Regions from separate parts of the Hordeum vulgare genome. Here region 2 is linked to region 1. Evidence: chromatin contacts called from public Hi-C data. All regions are on one chromosome and are shown on one strand. The core of a region is the stretch at or near the end of the contact, and the rest is flanking DNA. Distances in the headings are between cores, read along the strand shown.

Region 1 (5,304 bases), core at 1,420-3,919:
GGCTCTGTAGAAATCAGTTCTGTGCTTTGTTCCGCAGGATGTACGTGCTCTCTATCTAGCTCTACTTTGCAAAGCGAACCAGCTAGTCTGGGTGGTGTAGTTGGTTATCACGTTAGTCTCACACACTAAAGGTCCCCAGTTCGAACCTGGGCTCAGACAATTCTACTTTTGCAGTTTTTTTGTTTCGTTTCTCTAGCACCTTTCTCTTTTGCAGGGTTTCTGTATTTTGAACAGCGCCTTTCCCTTTTGCAGGGTTTTTGTATTTTGAACTTTGAATTCCTCAAAGGTAATCGATGTTAATTTGGTTCGAAATTAATCCACTTCATCACGTTCAGTCCATCATAGTACTCCTATGAACTAGAAATAAAATAAAAAGGTGTGCTTTGGTACACCCTCCCTCTCCATAAAATGTATTCCCTCCGTCCTAAAATAAATGTCTTAAGCTTAATATAATTTTATATTAGAGCTATCACAAAGTTAAGACAGTTATTTTAGGACTATGCAATACGAGGTGGATATACGTATGTCTACTTGTAGTGCATAATAGTGTTATACGTTCCTCTTCTACATTTTGTTGGAGGGGGTGTATATAAATTCATCACATTTATTGGCCGAACCTCTGCTCACATGCCAATTTGTGAAGTGATCAACATCACATGTATAATGAATTTCCGCAAACCATTTAAACAGTATAACAGCGACCGGTGTGTATAAAGACCCTAAAATAAATTCATCACATTTATTGGCCGAGCCTCTGTTCGCATGTTAATTTGTAAATAAAGTGACCGACATCTCATGGACAATGAACTTTCGCAGACCCTTTAAACAGTCTAGCAGTGGCCGGTGCGAGCTGAGCCAATTTTTACAATAAAAACATCTACAAACCGGATCCCTCATACTTCAAAAGTCCGGGCAAACCGTCCGATCAGTGATTGGTCAAGAAAACACGACCCGTCTCAAATGCCAGGGTTGATCGGCACCGGTCATATCCAGCACAAATCTAAGACGGATATGGGACGGTCTTGTCATGCTCGGGCACGTCCTTCACGTTCTAACTGGCATGCTCGACCCACCACCGCCCCATCGTTATCTCACAAAAACGCTATTACACGCGTCTCGCTTCGAACCCTAGCTCATTCTCTCTCGCTCCGTCCTCTCCTCTCCCTCTTCGATTTCGATCCCATCCACTTCAATGTCAAGCTCCGACAGCCGCCCAGACTCCAATGTCTACTACATCGAGGAACTCGCCATCCGCATTGTCTTGGAGCGGTCCAAGATGGACACCGGCCGCAACTCCAAATCTGGAGCATCGCCACAACTCCCGGACCGACGCAGCGCGGACGTCGGAGCTGGACCCTCCCGGCACGCACGTCGCTCCTGCAGGACAGCACAATCTGCATCGACCACACGTCGTCTCCTTCCTCGTCGGTCGCTCCTTCACGCAGGCAGCGGCGTGTGCTGCTGCTCGCGCCGTCGGCCCGCACGCGCATTTCGGAATCAAAGGCATGTGCCGCCCGCCGCGAGAGACGACGGGCTAGGGAGAGGGATGCGGTGTAGCAATCCGCGTGCCGCCGCCGCGGGAAGCCGCAGAGCCTGACGACGATGAACGCCTCATTGCATAGGTGTATCACCGGTCCCCCACGACGGCAGAGACAGATGCTCGCCGCCTCCGACGAAAAAATGCCAAGGCGCCCCGGCTTGCTATTGAGCAGTCGGAGCACGAGGCGAAGGAGACAACGACGAAGGCGACTCGGATCGCCAAGCTAAAGCGGGAGCAGGACATGACTGTCCGTCGGATGGAGGTGCTCATCGTCCTTTTCGGATTCCGATGATGAAGAAGGCGACATCTGCACCTCCTCCGACGACGACCAAGACCCTCCCCCGACCGCGGACGGCCACATCTACGTCGACGACCTAAAGGGCAAAGACCCCGACGAGGAAGTGTTGATCTCGCCCCCTCCCTCCGCATTGCTTATATCGTTAGAGGTGATGTTTCATGTCCGTTTGCAATCGATCTTGTGTATTATTTGCATCTGATTTTGTTGTCCAATGTTGATCACGTAAAGTAGTTTAATATTATATGTGTAGTATGTATATATAACATTCAATATAAAATACGCGAATGTAAAATGGCAAATGTAAGGCCTTGCTTGGAAGCAGTGTAAATTTTTATCAGCCGTAATAGTTTACATCCGTAATTTACTGGTGACACGTGGTTTACGCCCGTATAACTTCATCCCACCGAAAGCTGTTTGGGAGGATGAGCCAGCTCAACGCCGTCGGGTAGAGGAGGCTGGAGGAAGAGACTTTGCCGGCGACGACGCCTCGCCTCCTCCCCATCGCGGCGCCTCACTTCCTCGCCAACTCTTCTTGTTCACAGAGAATACAGAGGAAGAACACATATGTGCTGGGCGGTGTGTCAAATACCGGTGTAATCCAGATGTATCCAAGAAAACCGGTGTAATTTTTACTGTGGGAAACGACGTTCCAAATAAGATTTGACCCTGGCCCTTATTTTTTTACAGATGTAACTTTTACGGAGCGGTTTTGGCAGAAATACGACGTCCCAAACGCAGCCTAAGGCGTGTCCGGTCAATGTCGGATGTGTCCGCGGGGGTTTGAAGGACTAGTCCATCAAGAGTGTAGATGCTCTAACATTTGATCCAAGTAGAAGAACTCTGATAAACGGGGGGACGAGGAGAGGAAGGACCGGCACGGTAGAAGCAATTCAAATTTCGTGCTCTTCCTCCTCCCGTTCTCGAACCCTCCCTCCCCGTTCCCCGTTCCCCACGCCTCGCCTCGCCGCTTCCCGCCCAAATCCGCCCAATCCCGGCCGCCGGAACCCTAGCCCCCGCCGCCATGAAGATCTCCGAGCTCTCCCCGGAGTACCACCGCCCGCCGCCGCACGCCGGCCACCTCACCGACCTCGCGCGGGTCGTCGCGGACGTCGAGCAGTACGACACCTCTGACCCCGCCCCCCCGGAGAAGCTCGCCGCCGACTTCCGCCGCGTGCTCACCAACCTCGGCTCCGCCGCCTCGTCCCTCACCGACGCCTGCCGGCTCCAGATATGGAAGCTGGCCACCCGCCTCTGGAACGCCGTCGTCGACCGCGCCAACTCCGCCGCGCTGGCCCGGGGCCCCTCCGCGCGCGCCGCCGAGGCGGAGATCAGGCAGGCGGCGCCGGAGCTCCTCCTCCTCGCCGGCTGCCCCGACGAGATCCACCTGGCCGCCGCCAAGACCGCCTCCTTCTTCCTCCGCGCCGGCCAGGAGTGGCTCGGCCTCGGCCGCGTCGACCTCGCCACCGCCTGCTTCGAGAAGGCCACGCCGCTCGTCTCCGCCACCGCCACGGAGGAGGAGCGGTCCGTCCTGCTCGACCTCAACCTCGCGCGGGCGCTCGCGGCGTCCCACGCGGGCGATCAGTCCCTCGCCGTCGCGCTGCTCAGCCGGTCCAAGCCCCTCGCGTCCGCGTCCCCCAAGGGGACCAGATCCCTCGCCGAGGGGTACCTGTCCGTCGGCGAGGCCACGCTCTCCGCAAAACCATCTGACCCCGCCGTCGGAGCGTCCAGCCTCCTCACAGAAGCGCTAGATCTCTTCGAGAAGCTGGCCTCCCCCTCCCCCTCCCCCTCCAGCGCCAGCCCCAAGACCCCAAATCTCAATGAGCAAAAGGGTCGATGCCTCCGCTATCTCGCCCTCGAGCGTCTTGAAGCCAAGGACCACGAGGGCGTCCTGCGCTGCATCCAGGTCTCGAGGGCTTCAGTAGGGCTGGCGGGTGAGCACCCGAGCGTGGGGTTCATGGCGCTGCACGCCTGGCTTGGTACCGGGAACTTGGCGGAGGCCGAGAGGGAGCTCGAGAGGATCATGGCCAACGCCAACGCACCAGAGAGTGTATGCGTGGGGGCCGCTGAGGTGTACCTTGCCTCCGCGGGACCTGAGGCTGCACGCAAGGTGCTCGTTGCGCTTGCGGCACGTTGCCGCGCAGGAGGTGCAGCTGCTGCTGTGAGAGTGGTGACCAAGGTGGTTGATGGTGGCATCAGTAGCGCTGGCCGCGCAAGAGCGATCGGTGAGCTCGTGTCGGATGAGAGGGTGGTCGCACTGTTCGATGGCCCGGCCAACACCAGTCACCGTGGAGCAATGCATACACTGCTGTGGAACTGGTCTGCACTCTTTTACACAAGTAATTTTACAGCATTTTTATGTACAGATGATTTCTTGCTGGGGCTGACATTTGGAATATGGGACAGCGGTGTCGAGCATTTCAACGCAAAGAACTACGATACATGTGCGGACTTGTTTGAGAGGTCGATGCTTTATCTATCCCGTGAAGAGGGAAGCAGAGCCCGACGAGCACAATGCCTCCGAGTCCTTGCGGTTTGCTATCTAGCCCTTCAACGTCTGGATCGAGCACATGAGTTTGTCAATGAGGCTGACAAGGTATTGATCACTCTCCTCATCATTTCATTAAATAATCTTGCCTGTTGCTTCTTATGATTGGTTCAAAATGTGTATCTGTAGGTGGAACACAACGCCCACTGTGCCTTTATGAAGGTAATAAATACAGTATACATGCTAATTCTTCAGGGGTCTCATTTAACTCTGGTATTGTTTGCTAACCCAGAAGAATTGTGTAGATCAAAATTCATCTTCAGAAGAACGACAAGGACGAGGCTATCAAGCAGATAAAAATCATGATGAGTTGCATTGACTTCAATCCCACGTTCCTAATGCTCACAACTCATGAGGCTATTGCCTGCAAGGCTGTCCGGGTAGCAGTTGCTTCATTAACCTTCCTTCTTGGTCTCTATTCTCCCGGAAAGCCTATGCCAGAGCGTGAGGTTACTGTCCTCCGCACTCTTATTGAGCTCCTCCGTCGTGAGCAAGGTACTGAGGATGAGATCCTGAAGTACTCGAGACGTGCCAAGCTACGGATGTCTGACCTTGGCGTGGAAGGCTTTTTTGGCAATGGACCTGTTGGGGCGCGTGAACTGAACTGGTTTGCAGGCAATAGCTGGAATATGGGTAGAATGGTGGCAAAGGAGCAGAAATATGACCTTAGTGCTGAGTTCTTTGAGCTTGCAGTAGAGTTCTTTGGTGGTGCAAGTAATGACGAGGCTGATGGAAATCGCCCCACAATTTGCAAAGCGTTAATCATGAGTGTCACTTCCAGGCTTAAAGCTGAGGAGCTAAACAATTCTCCCTTGTCGGATTCTGACGTTAAAAAAGGTGTTGAGATGCTCAGCAGAGCTGGCAAGGTAAACATGGGGTTTGAAAAATACCAAAAGTTACCCCTTTGTGTGTGTTCTAAAG
Region 2 (5,360 bases), core at 1,977-4,476, 170 kb before region 1:
TTAGGTATGAAAACATTTAAGCAGGTCAGTCTGTCAACTGTTAGTCTCCTGCTAGTACAGAGCATGGCGCCCTCAATTGTTTTCGGGAATTAAGTGTCTAGCTAAGACATGCATAAGGCTTTACAAGGCTATGCTATGTCCAGAAACAGAATTCTAGTATATCATCAGTAAATACAAGGATGATTCTGTAATGGAGTTAACTAATTATGACGGCACGCAGTCAGGCCGGTCTGAATGTTGTTACTATTTTGAAAACAACATTTTAACTGCCGTTGACTAGATAGAAATTTGATGAAAATCAAATCTAGACCCCATCGAATTACTGTATGGACGTAGGAAGGCAATGGTATCATACATTTGCATATGGTGATAATGGTCTCCTTGGATGCTTAGTGACTAAAGTACTTGCATTCGGCTCTTCACGACCATCCTTTGTTGCATTGCTTGTATTGACTAAAGAACTGCCAGTAGAAGTTAGTAATTCTTCTTTTCCCTCTGCCCTCCCTGGCTTGGATGGCGTCGGAGATGATGGCGGTTTCAAGTCAGGGTACTGCATAATAAATTCAAGGTGTGTTTAGATTACAACATGATCCAAAAAAATAAAATCAAACAGAAACCTAAAATGTATTGTTGAACAACTTAGGCATGAAAATATTTGAGCAGGGCAGTTATAACTGTTTATTACCTGCTAGGACAGAGCATAGTGCCTGCCATTGTTTTCAGGAATTAACTGTCTAACTGAGACATGCATATCCAGAAACAGAACTATAGTATATCAGCAGTAAATACAATGAGAGTTCAGTTAACTGTAAGTATGATAGCGCGCAGTGAGAAGTTATAACTATAGTATATTAACTGTCTGAATGTTGTTACTATTTTGAAAAGAACATTATAACTGCCGTTGACTAGATAGAAGTTTGATGAAAATCAAATTTAGAGCCTGCTGAATTACTGTATGGAGGTAGGAAGGCAATGGGGTCATACATTAGCATATGGTGATAATGGTCTCCTTGGATGCTTCGCGGCTAAAACACTTCCATTCGGTTCTTCATGACCATCCTTAGTTCCATTGCTTGTATTGACTAAAGTGCTGTTAGGAGAAGTCAACAGTTCCCCATTCCCCTCTGGCTGATCACCTGTTCCTTCAGTGCTCACATCAGTGTGCGTTAAAGTTTTGCTCTTCTTTTCCCGTGGAAAAACGTGGACAGATGGTGGAAGATAGTTTTCTTGAATTGCCTATGAAAATAGCTAATATCAGTGCTAAAACAACAATGTACGTGTCTTTTTTAACTGCCGTTATTACTTAAAACTCGGTGTCATAACTAACCTGCCAACCATCTGGGCCTCTCAGTCCCCCTTTGATTGCATATGCCTCTTTGAAACCATTGTTGAACAGGAGCTCAGCCACTTTCATTGAATTACCATCAAAGCTACCTTACACAACATAAACTTAAGTTGGTAAAAGATTGCAGCATGATAAAGTTCAAAGAGATATATAAGAGTTGAAGCAGAGTTGCTTTGGCATGATGAAAAGTATACAGCAACATCAGTACATTCAGTGCCAATGCAAAACTGCCACAATCTGGATTCTGAATTCACATGGCATCCAGCTTTAGCAGTCTGGTACATGCACTAGAACATGAACATAACATTTTCTATCTATCTATTTATTTATCTATTTGTCGAGTCTAGACAATTATTTAGAATAGGGACTCGTGGGATGCAAAAGAGGCTTATCTTGTATTAACTCCGTCCCAAATTACTTGTCTCAGATTTGTCTAGATATGGATGTACATGTCTAGATACATCCATATCTAGACAAATCTAAGACAAGTAATTCAAGACGGATGGAGAACTTATTTCATTGTGGCAGAACGAGTAACATAACTGACTAATTGCTTATCTGACTATTTTGAACTGTCAATGCGGCAGTTTGATCTGTCCTAATTCTAGGCCGAGGGTCTTTTCCTTTTTTCAGGGAGAAAATCTGTGCTAATTTCAAATAGTCCCAAATTATTCAGATTATGCTCAAAATTGAGAAAAGGCAATGTTTTTGAAACATGGCTATGCTATTTGCTTGCACCGTCAGCTTGATGCGAAAGCAGTTCTCAGTTGTAAGTAAGACGATACTAAATTAGTCCGCCTCAATTTTGAACATAGCGAGAGAAAACTGGTCTTAACTTGATTTTCACACTCGGCCGATTCTCGCTCAACCACTAAACTATCAGCCCATCCAAATAATCGCCTAGGGTCTATTTTTTATTCCACGAATTTTGCATGGAAATAGTTTGATTTCGTTGTTTAACTACACCTGCACCGAACTTCCAATTTCCAAGTTGTGTTACTTGTGTACACTAGTAGTCTGCTGTATAAAAAGACATGTAGCACTATGCACGTTAATCGAATGAATTCTAGGATCTGATGCCAGACCTATTCGATCAATAGATACACATGGCTAAGCATTCAGCACTGCAGGTACGTCAATCGAGGTTCCAAGGAGCACTCACTTGTCAAGGACGCATACGACGGTGTTGGCCGGGTCCGGGAACCTGGCGAGCACCTCCCCGAGGAACCCCTTCTCGTCCTCCTCGTCGAACTCCACCTGCACGGCGCTCTTCTCGACGAGCCTGAGGTTGGGCGGCGCCATGAACCGCACGCTGTTGCCCCGCCTGATGTCGAGCAGCCGCGCCTCCGGCACGTCCCGGAGCTTGCGGAAGGCGTCGAGGGCGCCCACGGCCTTGTACTTCCTGAAGTAGTCCTGCGCCAGCGGGACGAGCACCAGCCAGACGAACACCACCCCGGCCACGAAGAAGGGGTTCCGGTTGTTGAAGTCGTCGATGGCCAGCACGATGGACTCGAGGCTCACCTTGCTCCCGCCGCCGCCGCCGTCGGCCTCGGCCGCGAGGGCCGGGAGCGGCCAGGCCGCCGGGAGGAGGAGCAGCAGCTCGCCCCGCCAGGGCGCCGCCGCATTCCGCGCCAAGATTCGCGCGGCGGGGGAGGGGGCCATGCAGGAGCTGGCGGTCCTACTCCTGGCCGCATTGGGCGGCGGGAGTTGGCTCCTGCGAGGGTTCCGCGGGGGCGTGAGGAGGGTTGGGAGGTGGGAGGTGGAGGTTTGGAGGAGGGAGCAGTGCTGCTGGAGGCGGAGGAGCGCCATGCCGTGCAAGGATAGAAGGAGGTGGAGCTCTCCGCGCCCCGGGATTTCTCTATCCGATCGCTCGGCCTTTTCCACTTCAGAAAATGGATTATACAGTACGTACAATTTACAAAACGATACTGCAAGGAAGAAAAGAAAAAGGAGGAGAGGAGAGGAGATTGCCGAATTTGGCCCATATGTCTGTTCCATACGGGCTGAAGAGCGCGATTGAATTGGGCCCAGGTCTACTGGGAGTCTTCAGCTGGCGCATCTATGTCTCGCTTGACGCGAAATGTAGGGCAGCCTCACGACCAGAGGTGCGAGAGCTATAACTCGCTTATAATGAGACAGAAGGAGTTCTTGCCTCAAGCATCCACAGTAACAGGTACAGGCTTCAAAGAAATAGAGAAGAATAAGGGAGCACCCATTAATTGATCCGGGATCTCATGGATGTTCCGTACCGCTGCAAGTCAGTAAGTCATTGTTGGGTTCGTGGTAAAATGGTAGGGTGCGATCAACTTCAGGGGAATGAGTCAGTTTTTCACTGGTTTTCTGGGTTCTTTTCCTTGTTTTCTCACCAGTTGTCTTGGTTTCTTTCTCTGTTTTCATGAGATTTTTATTTCGTTCCTTTTTTCCTTGTTTTCTTTAATTTTATTTGTTTTTCACGTTTTGAATAGCTTCCGCCCCTTCAGTTTTCTTTCTTTCCTTCTTTCTTTTCTCGTTTTTCATCAACTCTCTCGTTTTTCACTGTTTATATATACACATTTTTGTTATATAGTACTATATAATACATCTTTCTAATAAATATTACAAAACAAACAAGATTAGCATATTTAATGCATGGTTAATATTTTTATACACATTTAACATATTTCAAATGGTTTAACACTTTCCAAATAGAAATTTAACAAATACATGGTCAACATTTCTTATATACACATTTAGCAATTTTCAAATACTTGGTTAAAGTTTTTCAAATACAAGTTTAACATTTTTTATTATACGTTCAACATTTTTAAAGCTTGATTATCCTTTTTAAAATATAATTTTACATTTTCTAAGACATGGTCGACATGTTTTCTATGCACATTTAACATTTTTCAAATACAAGTTTAATATTTTTAATACATGTTCACCATGTTTTAAAGCTTGATTAATTTTTTTAAATATGATATTAAATTTCATAAGACATGGTCAACATGTTTTATATGCACATTTCATATTTTTCAAATACTTGATTAAAATTTTCTAAATACGTGTTTAACTTTCGTTCAAATGCATGGATTAAAAAAATGAAATAGATGTTCAAACTTTTTCAGGAATATTTTATATTTATACATATATATTTATGTATACATGAGGAATTTTTTTCTATACATTTAACACTTTTCAAATGCCAGTTATTAAAATTTTCAATATGTGTATGTTAACGATTCTTTGTAATATATTTATTTAGAAAATTTGGAAATATAAACGAAAATAAGAAAAAATACAAAAAATGAGGCCGTGGCCTCCCGCGCACCCGGACAGGCCCATCTTGCACGAGGCGATGCGAGGCTTGACCAGGTCTCGCTAAGACACAGGGACGGCCAGCCCGAGGGAGCGCGCAGACTGGACCGGCCTAGCTCGTGAAGACCACAACCTCATTTTCTGTCTTTATTTCACCTTTTCTTTTCTTTTTCACAATTTTCACTTTTATTTAGAATTATTAATATTATAAATATGTATAATCTAGCATTGAAAAAATGTGAAATATGTACTGAACGACAAATTTTAACATGGCGCAGTTGTTGCAAGAGGATTTTGGTTAAGGTAAACAAAAGCTGCAACGAGATACTGGGTCAATATTTTTTACGGGGAGAGAGAGGGTTAATTCTCCATGTAAGAAAAGAAAAGGAAAGAGATAGATTAAGCGGACTGACTTGTGCCGGCGCGTCGCCCAAAATTTTCGGCCGGTTGCGCACGAGCTGCCAGATCGAACCCTGTTTGACCGTCAGATCGAACCATGCAGTAAAAATCACTGATGGTAGCAAAAACAAGTAGCGATGTAGCAAACATCGACCACAGATGCAATAGAAATGTGGTTGTAGCAAAAATATTAACGTGGTTGTACCAAAAATAACAACGCTGATAGTGCGTGGTAGCAAAACAAAATGTGGGTTGTAGCAAAAAACAGACGTCATTGTAGCAAGAAATCAACACCGACATGGTTATAGCAAAATGAGAT

The links. Hi-C and Micro-C count contacts between places; a contact is called where the count stands out from the background.
Region 2: a Hi-C map of leaf shows a contact between it and region 1, with 2.6 times the contacts expected there. The contact joins the promoter of LOC123445091 here to the promoter of LOC123445085 in region 1.

What each region holds. Positions count from the first base shown.
Region 1 is chr3H:561,503,554-561,508,857 of MorexV3_pseudomolecules_assembly, reverse strand. It overlaps LOC123445085 (TPR repeat-containing protein ZIP4), which reads left to right and starts at 2,669. Exons shown (of 5, transcript XM_045122015.1): 1 at 2,669-4,154; 2 at 4,242-4,431; 3 at 4,513-4,545; 4 at 4,629-5,249. The coding sequence starts at 2,860. It overlaps TRNAV-CAC (a tRNA gene), which reads left to right and starts at 86; the gene lies at 86-159.
Region 2 is chr3H:561,670,381-561,675,740 of MorexV3_pseudomolecules_assembly, reverse strand. LOC123445091 (rhodanese-like domain-containing protein 4A, chloroplastic) reads right to left here and starts at 3,226. Exons shown (of 6, transcript XM_045122021.1): 1 at 2,508-3,226; 2 at 1,328-1,430; 3 at 985-1,236; 4 at 356-550. The coding sequence starts at 3,154.